Linked DNA regions of Capsicum annuum: region 2 is linked to region 1. Evidence: chromatin contacts called from public Hi-C data. All regions are on one chromosome and are shown on one strand. The core of a region is the stretch at or near the end of the contact, and the rest is flanking DNA. Distances in the headings are between cores, read along the strand shown.

Region 1 (4,834 bases), core at 1,637-4,136:
AGGTATCCAGAGCACCCAGAGATATTTCTTGCCCCCAACTAGACATTTGATTCACCAGCATCATAGCATCTTTCATGTCTTTTTTCATGTAATCCTTACATATAGAAGTGTTAAAATCAGGAAGCATGGCATCATTAAGGACTTTATCAATAGCTCTCTCATACTCTTCCACATCTGCTGTATCCAGATAAAGCCCATTCCCAAGATTATCAAAAAATTCTGCTTTGTGAAATCTTATATCATTGTCTCTTCTGATTCTCACAGCAGAAGAATTGAGACCTAAGAATCTGAAAGCTCCAGAAAGTGGATCTCCTGAAGGCGATAGTTGGATCAAGCTACAATCTACCATCTTAGACACCACTGTGTTCACTTCATCAAATTGCCTAGCTTTACAAAACCCAGCTAAAAGAACCCTGAAAGTTGATATTTGCGGTTCTACTCCCTGATCTTCCATTTCTTGAAGAATGTCTTGGTAGTGCTTCCACATACCCTCCTTGAAAAGCCCACTAAGAATTGCATCATAGGAATATATATGGGGCTTTAGATTTCTTGACAGGATCTCTGAGAGATAAAAGAAGGCATCCTTCAGTTTTCCTTCGCGACACGCCCATCCAATCAAAATCCCAAATGTTATTCCATTCATATCAAAACCCAGTTGATCTAACTTCAGCAAGTACGAGTTCCCACTTGCAACACCAAACTGTCGACAGACAGACTGGATGAACTTATTGACTATGGTTACATCAGGCATAGAACAAATCTCGACAAAGAAACTCAGTAGATCATCATAATCTCGTTTATTACAATAACCAGAAGCAATAGAATCGAGGATTAAATAATTAGGTTCAATTCCAAAAACAAGAACCTTCTTAACCAGATTCCTAGCATCCTGAATTTTCGCATCAGCACATAACAGTCTGACAACACCCTCATATATACCCCCTTCAGATACATTCCTTCCAAAGCCAGCATCTATAGCATCAGCATAAATTTGAAATGCCAATTGTGTTTCATGCATTTGAATCAAAAACTCAAGTATAACCCCGTAACATGAAATCGATGGGTTTAAACCCCGCACCTTCATTCGATCATAACACGCAATAGCATTCTCTAATCGATAATCACCCACAAACACTTCAATTAAATAACTGTAGATCTCATGATTATCCAAGAAAACTCCTTGGCTATCCAACAAGGAATCCAAGCATTCAGCTTCCTTAAACAACCCGGCCCGAACAAGCATTGATGCAATAATCCTAGATGCCTTATCAAGATGCCTAAAGTCCCTAATTTGCTTACTAGCCCATATATAAATTCCCCATAAAGATTCAATCTTTTTAACCTCAACCTCAAGAACTCCACTATCATTTTCAAAACCCAACAAAATTTCAAGAAAATCATTGGGACTCAACACAGTAACTCTCCAAAATCTACGAACAGTTGCAGGGGAGATCTCAGATAACTTAAGAAGACAATCTTGAATGATGGGGTTGTACAAAATCTCACCTTTTTTATCCGAAAAGCTTAATTGGCTAGTATATATTGGTTTTGTAGAAGATGAAGAAAGTGGATGGAAGTATTGAAGTTGAAGTTTTCTGGGAAAAGAAGAAAGGTGAAAGAGAAGTGAATTAGCCTGTCTGTGTTTACGGAATTTAAGGAGAGCTTGAAGCATTCGACCGACGGCCGGGATGTGTCGGAGTTACAGGGACAACAGTCTACTAGTTCTGTTCTTGATGTACGATGTCGTTGTTGTTGGGCTTCTTCAAAGTTCTATGTTTGAGATTTGTGGCCTATGATGATGGGCTGTAAGGGGTGATAAAGCCCATCTTATAAGTTCAGCTTCCTTGCTTGTAGAAAAAGAGGATTTGGAATTGTTTTTCATTTCAAGGCATAACTGAAAGCATAACCTGTACTCATCGGCTTCATATGCACCCAGAGTACGCTGCAGCTTCTCCAGTTGTAAAAACCTCATGAACTTTCAGTTTACATCATGCCATTTTAAGTTAACAGTTAGTATATGTATTCAATTGAAATCTTTTTGCGAATTAATTGTGCAAAAATAAAATTTGGCAGATTACTCCAAAGTTGTGTGAAGTCATATTTGGAACCTGAAGTTAATTTTGAACCAGCGAATCTGTAAAGTTACGTAAATTTCAAGTAGTTTTTAAACAGAAATCCTTAAAATGGCTATAAGTTGCACTTCACCTTGCTTTCCGTACTCACCACAAGCCTTTAATTCATATATGTTTAGCATTTGACTTAATACAGAGTTTAGAAAAAATGAATTTGATTTTGTATCATAAAGTCGGAGAAAATCGAGTCTTTGAGCAACAAGAAATAAAACCGAAAAGCATATACATCCTTTTTTGTATCTAATCATGCTTCGTTTTATATACATTCTAATGCAGTTAAATCCAAACATTAGAATCCTTTCTTATTTGTAAAAAGCTCATATGGTTTTGAAATTTGTTTTTATAGCATATTTTTGAGCCATAACTCTCATACCCGTCGAACATAATCCATCTCTTCTTGCTTCGGCACTAAAATTTTCCCTCATCTTTATGGTATAGTGAGAGGCCACAAGACAAGAGACATAACATCACATTTTCTACGTTATTGGGAGCCAAGTTTAAAAAGATCAAAATAATTAATGTTAACGAGATACTATGATTCTTAGTAGTCAAACAGCCGTTCTTCGATCATCATACTTATCATAAGCCATAACGTAATTGGCATGTTCGTGACTCCTGTATATCTTCGAGAATGAAGTAATAAATTGCCTAACCACCGAGGTTTACCTTCTGATGTACGATAATGCCCTACAATTAGATTCTGTCGTCATTTGGATGTATTACATCCCAATCTTACGCAAGATATTAAGTTTAAATGGTTGTACGTACAAATACTTGATTAATACATCAAAAGAATACAAATAAAATGTACAATCAAAGATCTATTGGCATACAAAACAACTGGATCATACAGGGAGGGCACTTTGCTGCAACTGTTGTAGTTCCAGTCGAGAATCAAATCAATCCACCACCTAGAACAAGTTCCAGACCTGTGTACCCTCAACCAGGGGGAATTTAAAGAAAATGTACTAGGGATGGAGGGAAGAAACGTAACACAAAAATTATACAGTTCTCTATTTTAGCAACTTCTAACTTGACATGATCAGTTGTAGGATATCAACATCTCCTACTAAGCTAAACTTGGTGCAAGTACTTGCAGGAGATCAACTTCTCATACCGCATGATTTCATGTCTTTGCAAACAAGTACCCTCTCATAGTCTCGTATCATTAAACCGGCCTATTTTTCAAGACACAGCCAACCCACCACTCTCAATAAGAAAGAACAAATGATGGAGCATTGCATAAGGAGAAATAATGAAAGACAACAGCAAAAGAAGTAAACATACTGACTGTATCCAACAGAACAAAGAAGAGATGGCTTAACTTCAGATTGAAGCAGAGTTTGAAACAACATTCTCATCCAACAAACACAGAGTATGAGAGCATATTTTTGGTAAACTCCACTTAACATGCTGATTGCTTGCAATAAAGTAAGCACGTTATGATAAGAATGTGAGACTTACCATAAGATTTTTACCTGCTTCAATTAATTCCAACCCGTACCCCCAAAAGCTATCAGATTCCAGTGAAAGCCAGTGAAAATTATCACTGCATTTTGGTGAGTACTGATACATCTTGCACTACTAAATCATACATATAACTGCATTGAATATCCAGTGTCTACAGAGATGTATGCATATTGCATATTATCACAGATAATGAAGAAACATTTAGGCTTTCTAGTAATTAACATAGCAATACTTCAAAAATATTTTGAAAGGTCTCATAACCAAACATTGCACCATAATCAAAACCAGAAAGACGCTTGAAAATCGGCACCAGGTCTAAAGCATCAAATAGACATGTTCAACTAGCAGTAGATTCATACATATAATAATAAACCGAAAACAAGACATCAGGACACATGGCCGAGATTTCTGAGTTGAATTTGTCTATAGTACAACTACAAAAGGGAAGAAAGGATGAGGCCGCTGGCTACACAGGTTCTTGGAAGCATAAGAGTATGAGCTTGGAAGTATATGGTGTCAGGGCATGGCAAATTTCGATAGTAGGTAAGATCTTCGGATATGGTCCTGCTAAGGAAAACATCAAGGTAGGCAATGATATTTGATGTCCGCATTCATCTGGTCATCTGGTTTGGGCATGAGGCTTCATCAAAGGTGACAGTAGGCAGGCTTCAGGCTTCAGATACTCGGCTGTTTTAGCGAGGGAAAGGAAACAAAGGGAAAAATACCATTAGTTTCATAATTGGAAGATAGGTTAGGTCATCATACCAAAATGTTCAGAATTCTTGTATGATTGGGGCTAGGTATATAAAACTAGCGAATTAAATGAAAGATGCAATGCAATTGAACCATAATTCATGATCTACCTGTGGTTCTGTTACAAGCTCTAGTAACCATAACTTTTTCTCCGGGAAGCAGAGTTTTGCCTGGATGACCTGGTAACATGAACTTAACAATGAATATAATTGGAGAAGCAACTGTGACTTCTTTAGAGCAGTTGAAAGTAGAGAAGCTAAATAAGAAATCCTCTCCAACAGATGGGCAGAACAAAATCACCAATGACAAGTTCAAGCGCCGTTAGGTCAGACACATAAACAGGCAAGATCCTTATATGTAGTCAAAACATTAAGCTTCTTGATAAGCTAAACAATTAGAAAGAATGAAACTACGAGCTCATTCTTGTCTTTCTTTCAAGATTTCAAGAAAATCTATAGGCAGAATGACCATAGTATCAC
Region 2 (4,834 bases), core at 767-3,266, 970 kb after region 1:
ATTCATCTAATAAATTGATGTATACCTTAAATTGCATTAATATCCATTGGTCCGTATGCGCATATATATTTTAGTATAAGATGTATTGGATAATATATGTAGAATGAGTCCTACACAAATTATGATATAATAATGAAGTTGAAGATAATACTTTTATGAGTAAATCCTGAACTATAAATGAAATTTCCCAACTTAAAGGGGTCATATTACCTCTGAACTAATTAAAATCATATTGTTGGCAACCTTAAGTGTCTACGTGGCGCATACGTGTGTCTACATAAACTTTGAGTATGTTGATTCACACAGTGTACTATATATGTGCCACATAGGCTTTAAGATTGCCAAAAATACAGTTTGTGCCTACGTGAACTTTGAGTATGTTGATTCACACAGTGTACCATATATGTGCCACATAGGCTTTAAGATTGCCAAAAATACAGTTTTAATTAGTCCAGGTAACAGGACTACCTTTAAGTTGAAGTGTGTTTCAACAATTTCATTTATAGTTCAGGGTGAAAATAATGCATTACTTTTATTGATAGTAGTGTCAATAACATAATAAAGATATTAAAACAATACAATTAAACATAACTTTTAGAGAAGAAATTTTTCGAAGTCAACCGACATTCATCTACGACTTGTAAACTATAAAAAAAAATATAATAGTGATCACAAAGCTTCAATTTTGATCCAATTAATTTTTGTCTGAGCAAAAATTTGACCCTAAAAATGATTTTGAATGAAAATAAGGAAAATATATATATACTGACAAAAATAGTGAACAAGTTGGGGGTTGACAAAAATAGTGAAGAAGTTGGGGGTTAGAAAATCAAGCATCCACCAAATATTGATAGAAGTATTTCCTTAATAGAGTCCTATTTTAATTTATAAAAGTATTTTCTTAATAGAGTTCTATTTTAAGAATATTTTTCTAATTGAACAGTATAAAGGAAAATATTAATTAATTCTTTTAGGAGTCCCATATATATATTTTAGGAAGTTTAGTAGAAAGAAAAATATTAATTAATTCTAATACCATATATTTTAGGAGTCTGATATATTCCAGGAAGTCTAGTTAATATAATAAAAAAAATTAAATAACAAATTAAAAAAATAATGAAAAGACAATTTTGTCTAAAGAAGAGTATTTTAATGAAGTGTAAAATGTTTCCAAGGGTCTATATAAATTAATATTAATCACTATTTATATTGTTTTCTTAATATTAGGAATTTGGAGTTCTAATAACGAAATGTTTTAACATAAATATATTTAATTAATTTTTAATTCTTAAATATTAAAAAAAGTAATGTAAAGATAATTTTATTAAATGAAGGGCAAAAAGTTCAAACAATATTTCTAAGTCTCTTAACACTTTTAATATATTATATATATAATTTTAATATTATATATATATATATATAATAATATATATAAATATAGATTATAGATAATAAAAATTAATACTACTGCAAGTACGTGAAATAAGGAAAACAAATTCTAATTTGAACCCATATTTATACTAATTTGAACCCATATTTTTAGGGGATATCGAACTTGAAAATAAGCAAAGAGATATATAAAGCATTTTAATTAATATTCTCTGAATAAAAAGGATAACATAAAACTGGATCCCTAACTTTAGGAATATCCAGTAACGAAATTTAAAAAAAAAAATAAAAAAAATCGTAGTTTTAAGGATCTTCACTTTCGAAATAAGCAAAACAAGAAAGATATTCTTTCTCCGAGTTTTGCTCAGGGAATGAATATACACAGATAAGAAAATTACGTAGTGCCAATTCTTTAGGCCAAATATATAGGTAAAGACTAAAGACTAAAGACTAATAGATTAAAAGGATGTCAATTCCATTTAGGACTTGTACTACATGTTAATTTGGTAAGAGCTAGATGAATTGAATTTTGATTCCTTTTTAGCTTATTTCAAAGTAAGAAATTTTTGAACAGATTAATAATTTAAGATGTAAATTGCTTGGCTAAATGACCTTTTAAGTTGATGAATGGTCACATTTACCTATCAACTATTTAGTGTTTTGGACCCCACCACTCAAGTACAGTAATATTTTCTTTTCAATAATGCGACAAATCTCAACCGCGTGCATTTCACAAAGTACACTACTTGTGGATTGTGACGACTATTTAAACTTGTGTGGAAGCCAAATCCCTCAGCCTCCGTTCATTTTTTTTTTCTCCATTCACAGAGAAAGACAAGGCCAATTGGCCGTCGGAGAATTACATTTTTGACCCTCTAAATTCCAAAATCATCACAAAAACCCAATGGCAGTGTCCAGTTATGCTAGGGCATTTCCGTCATTTGAATGCCGCTCCGAACCCGATTTCTCCGGCAGCCTTCCACGTCCCAACGCCACCGCCGGCGTTCGGTTCTCCGGTAAGGATAAGTCCGGGAGTAGCCGATCTCAGGCTTATGGTCTGTCTTCTCTGATTTTCAGATTTCCTCCAAACTTCGTGAGGCAGCTAAGCATTAAGGCTCGGAGGAATTGCAGCAACATCGGTGTAGCTCAAATTGTGGCGGCTTCCTGGTCTAACAACAACGCCGTTCCTGATTTCACTCCGGCGGCTAATGCTGTCGATTCATCCGCCTCCGCTTCCGCTGCAGTTACTGCGGTTGGTATAACCGCAGGTGACGAGGAGGTGGCGGCAGTGGTGGAAAATAAGGCTTTTAATGATGAAAATGTACAGATTAAGGGTTCTACAGGTGTTAAATATGCTTCATTTTTGAATTCCGATGGAAGCGTTGCTATTCATGCCGGTATGCTTTGTGTTTCCAGCTCATACGTCTTGTTAGTTATCATTTCCTCTTATTATGCTGTTGCTATGCTTCGTGAATAATATTATGAAAAGTCTGATTAACATTTGCGTTGTATTATAAAATCGGACGGTCTATCATCCATGCGATCTGATAAATATATATTTTTTTATTTTATAATGGTTTAAATCGATATAGAGACTAAAGAGGATGGGATATAGAGATATATATAGCAGTTCGGGATTGAGATGAAGTCAATTGATTAAATGAATGGTTTAAACCCATAGTTTGCTTGATCACTTGGAAGGGATGCATGCATGAAATTTGTTTTGGGCCTTATCACTCTGAAGCTTAATTAAGCCGAGGATAAAAATACTGTAATGCTTCAAGCTAAAATAGGATAGACGTTTTGGATATATTCTCAAAAAGTATTCAACTTTATTTATCAGTTTGTCTGAAAAAAGTCCATAACTCTCAGTTTAATTGAGGTTCAACTTTACACTCTCAGCCAAATTTCAAGATATTATGGTTAGAATGTGTCCCAGCTGAAAAATTTGGTGTCTTGTCTGAACTGAAGCTGGAATGATCTCTTCACATTTTCTTAATGCTCTTTCTTTCCGCGAGTGTTTATGTGGAGAAGAAGAAGACTGGTTAGAGACATCAATGACTCAGCTCTTAACCAAAATAGGAGGAAACAAGAGTTTTGTGTATCCCCTTTGACTATTTTCTTTTGCCTCAGCTTTTAGAATCCAAACTCAAGTTAAGGATGGCGGGTTGGTGTGGAAAATGCAAGATGCGGTTCTTTCATTTCCCATTCCAAGCAACCATTTCTGATTTGGATCTGGATTTCAACACTATTGATTCATTTTTCTTTCTTTTCATCTTCTGACAAACCACAACAAAATGACAGAGATCCTGGACACAATCTTCCTAGAAATGGAGAGCCACTTGTGACTTGACTATAAGGAAGGGGCCCCTTGAGCCACTTCCGAAGAAAAAGGAAATGTTGTTCCTTGAATATTCTCACCTGAACGCATGGCGGTTCTTGGGCTGCCTCTTATGAGAAAAGAAATTTTTTATTCAATAACATAGACGCGCATTTATGGATATTCTCTAGTTTGAATAAAAAAAAAAATACAATGATGAAAAACTATCCTAGTAATAGGTGTGTCTTACCTATAAAAATAAAAAGACATGTCTTTATGGTTGTAAGTATTGAGAAATTTGTGAATGAGATTATTTCAATATATACCTTCACCTAGTGCAAGTGGTGTCAAAATAAGGGTTTTAGAGTATTTGGGTAATATTTATGCTTTCAGATCGGCTGTATGAATCAAGAAAAAAACTTACGTTGTTTGTTCTTCTGCAGGTGAAAGGTTGGGACGCGGTATTGTTACTGATGCCATAACTACCCCAGTGGTTAACACATCTGCTTACTTCTTCAACAAGACTTCTGACCTTATTGATTTTAAGGTATTTACTGTCTTATTTGATCCTTATTGATTTTAAGGTATTTACTATCTTATTTGATCCTTATTGATTTTAAGGTATTTACTGTCTTATTTGATCCTTGTGTTGTATGAATCTAAAGTACAATTGCTCTCTAGTTCCACTGAAAAGTTCCACGAGCCTAGCCACTTTCTTGGTCAATCGTCAGGTTTCTTTAAATATTATACTGGTGTACCATCAAATTGGTGGGAGAGAATGCTATGTACATCATTTCAGCAAGGTGAATTTGTCTTTATGATCAATTTCACCTTATGATATTTTGGCAGGAGAAAAGACGTGCAAGTTTTGAATATGGACGCTATGGGAACCCCACTACCATTGTTCTCGAGGAGAAAATAAGGTTCGTATTGTCTTTGGTTAATCAGTTTGTTTTCATTTTCTATTTGCGTTTTCCTTTTATTTTCTCTAGTTGTAAGTGTTTGGTATTTAAGGGCCAGTTGTTTTAGTAATGAGGTATTTGTATCTCTAACAGTGCACTTGAGGGCGCTGAATCAACCTTGATAGTAGCATCTGGAATGTGTGCAAGTACTGTAATGTTCTTG

The links. A called contact is a pair of places that touch in the nucleus more often than the background predicts.
Region 2: a Hi-C map of leaf shows a contact between it and region 1, with 2.2 times the contacts expected there. The contact joins the promoter of LOC107858737 here to the promoter of LOC107858738 in region 1. A contact is called at or near these places in 2 of 5 Hi-C or Micro-C datasets (leaf and placenta).

Annotation. Positions count from the first base shown.
Region 1 is chr2:95,291,918-95,296,751 of UCD10Xv1.1, forward strand. It overlaps LOC107858738 (pentatricopeptide repeat-containing protein At5g15280, mitochondrial), which reads right to left and starts at 2,887. Exons shown (of 1, transcript XM_016703514.2): 1 at 1-2,887. The coding sequence starts at 1,672. It overlaps LOC107858739 (KH domain-containing protein HEN4), which reads right to left. Exons shown (of 8, transcript XM_016703516.2): 7 at 4,466-4,534; 8 at 3,896-4,289. The coding sequence ends at 4,486.
Region 2 is chr2:96,258,529-96,263,362 of UCD10Xv1.1, forward strand. LOC107858737 (cystathionine gamma-synthase 1, chloroplastic) reads left to right here and starts at 2,017. Exons shown (of 11, transcript XM_016703513.2): 1 at 2,017-2,786; 2 at 4,153-4,256; 3 at 4,559-4,632; 4 at 4,765-4,834. The coding sequence starts at 2,294.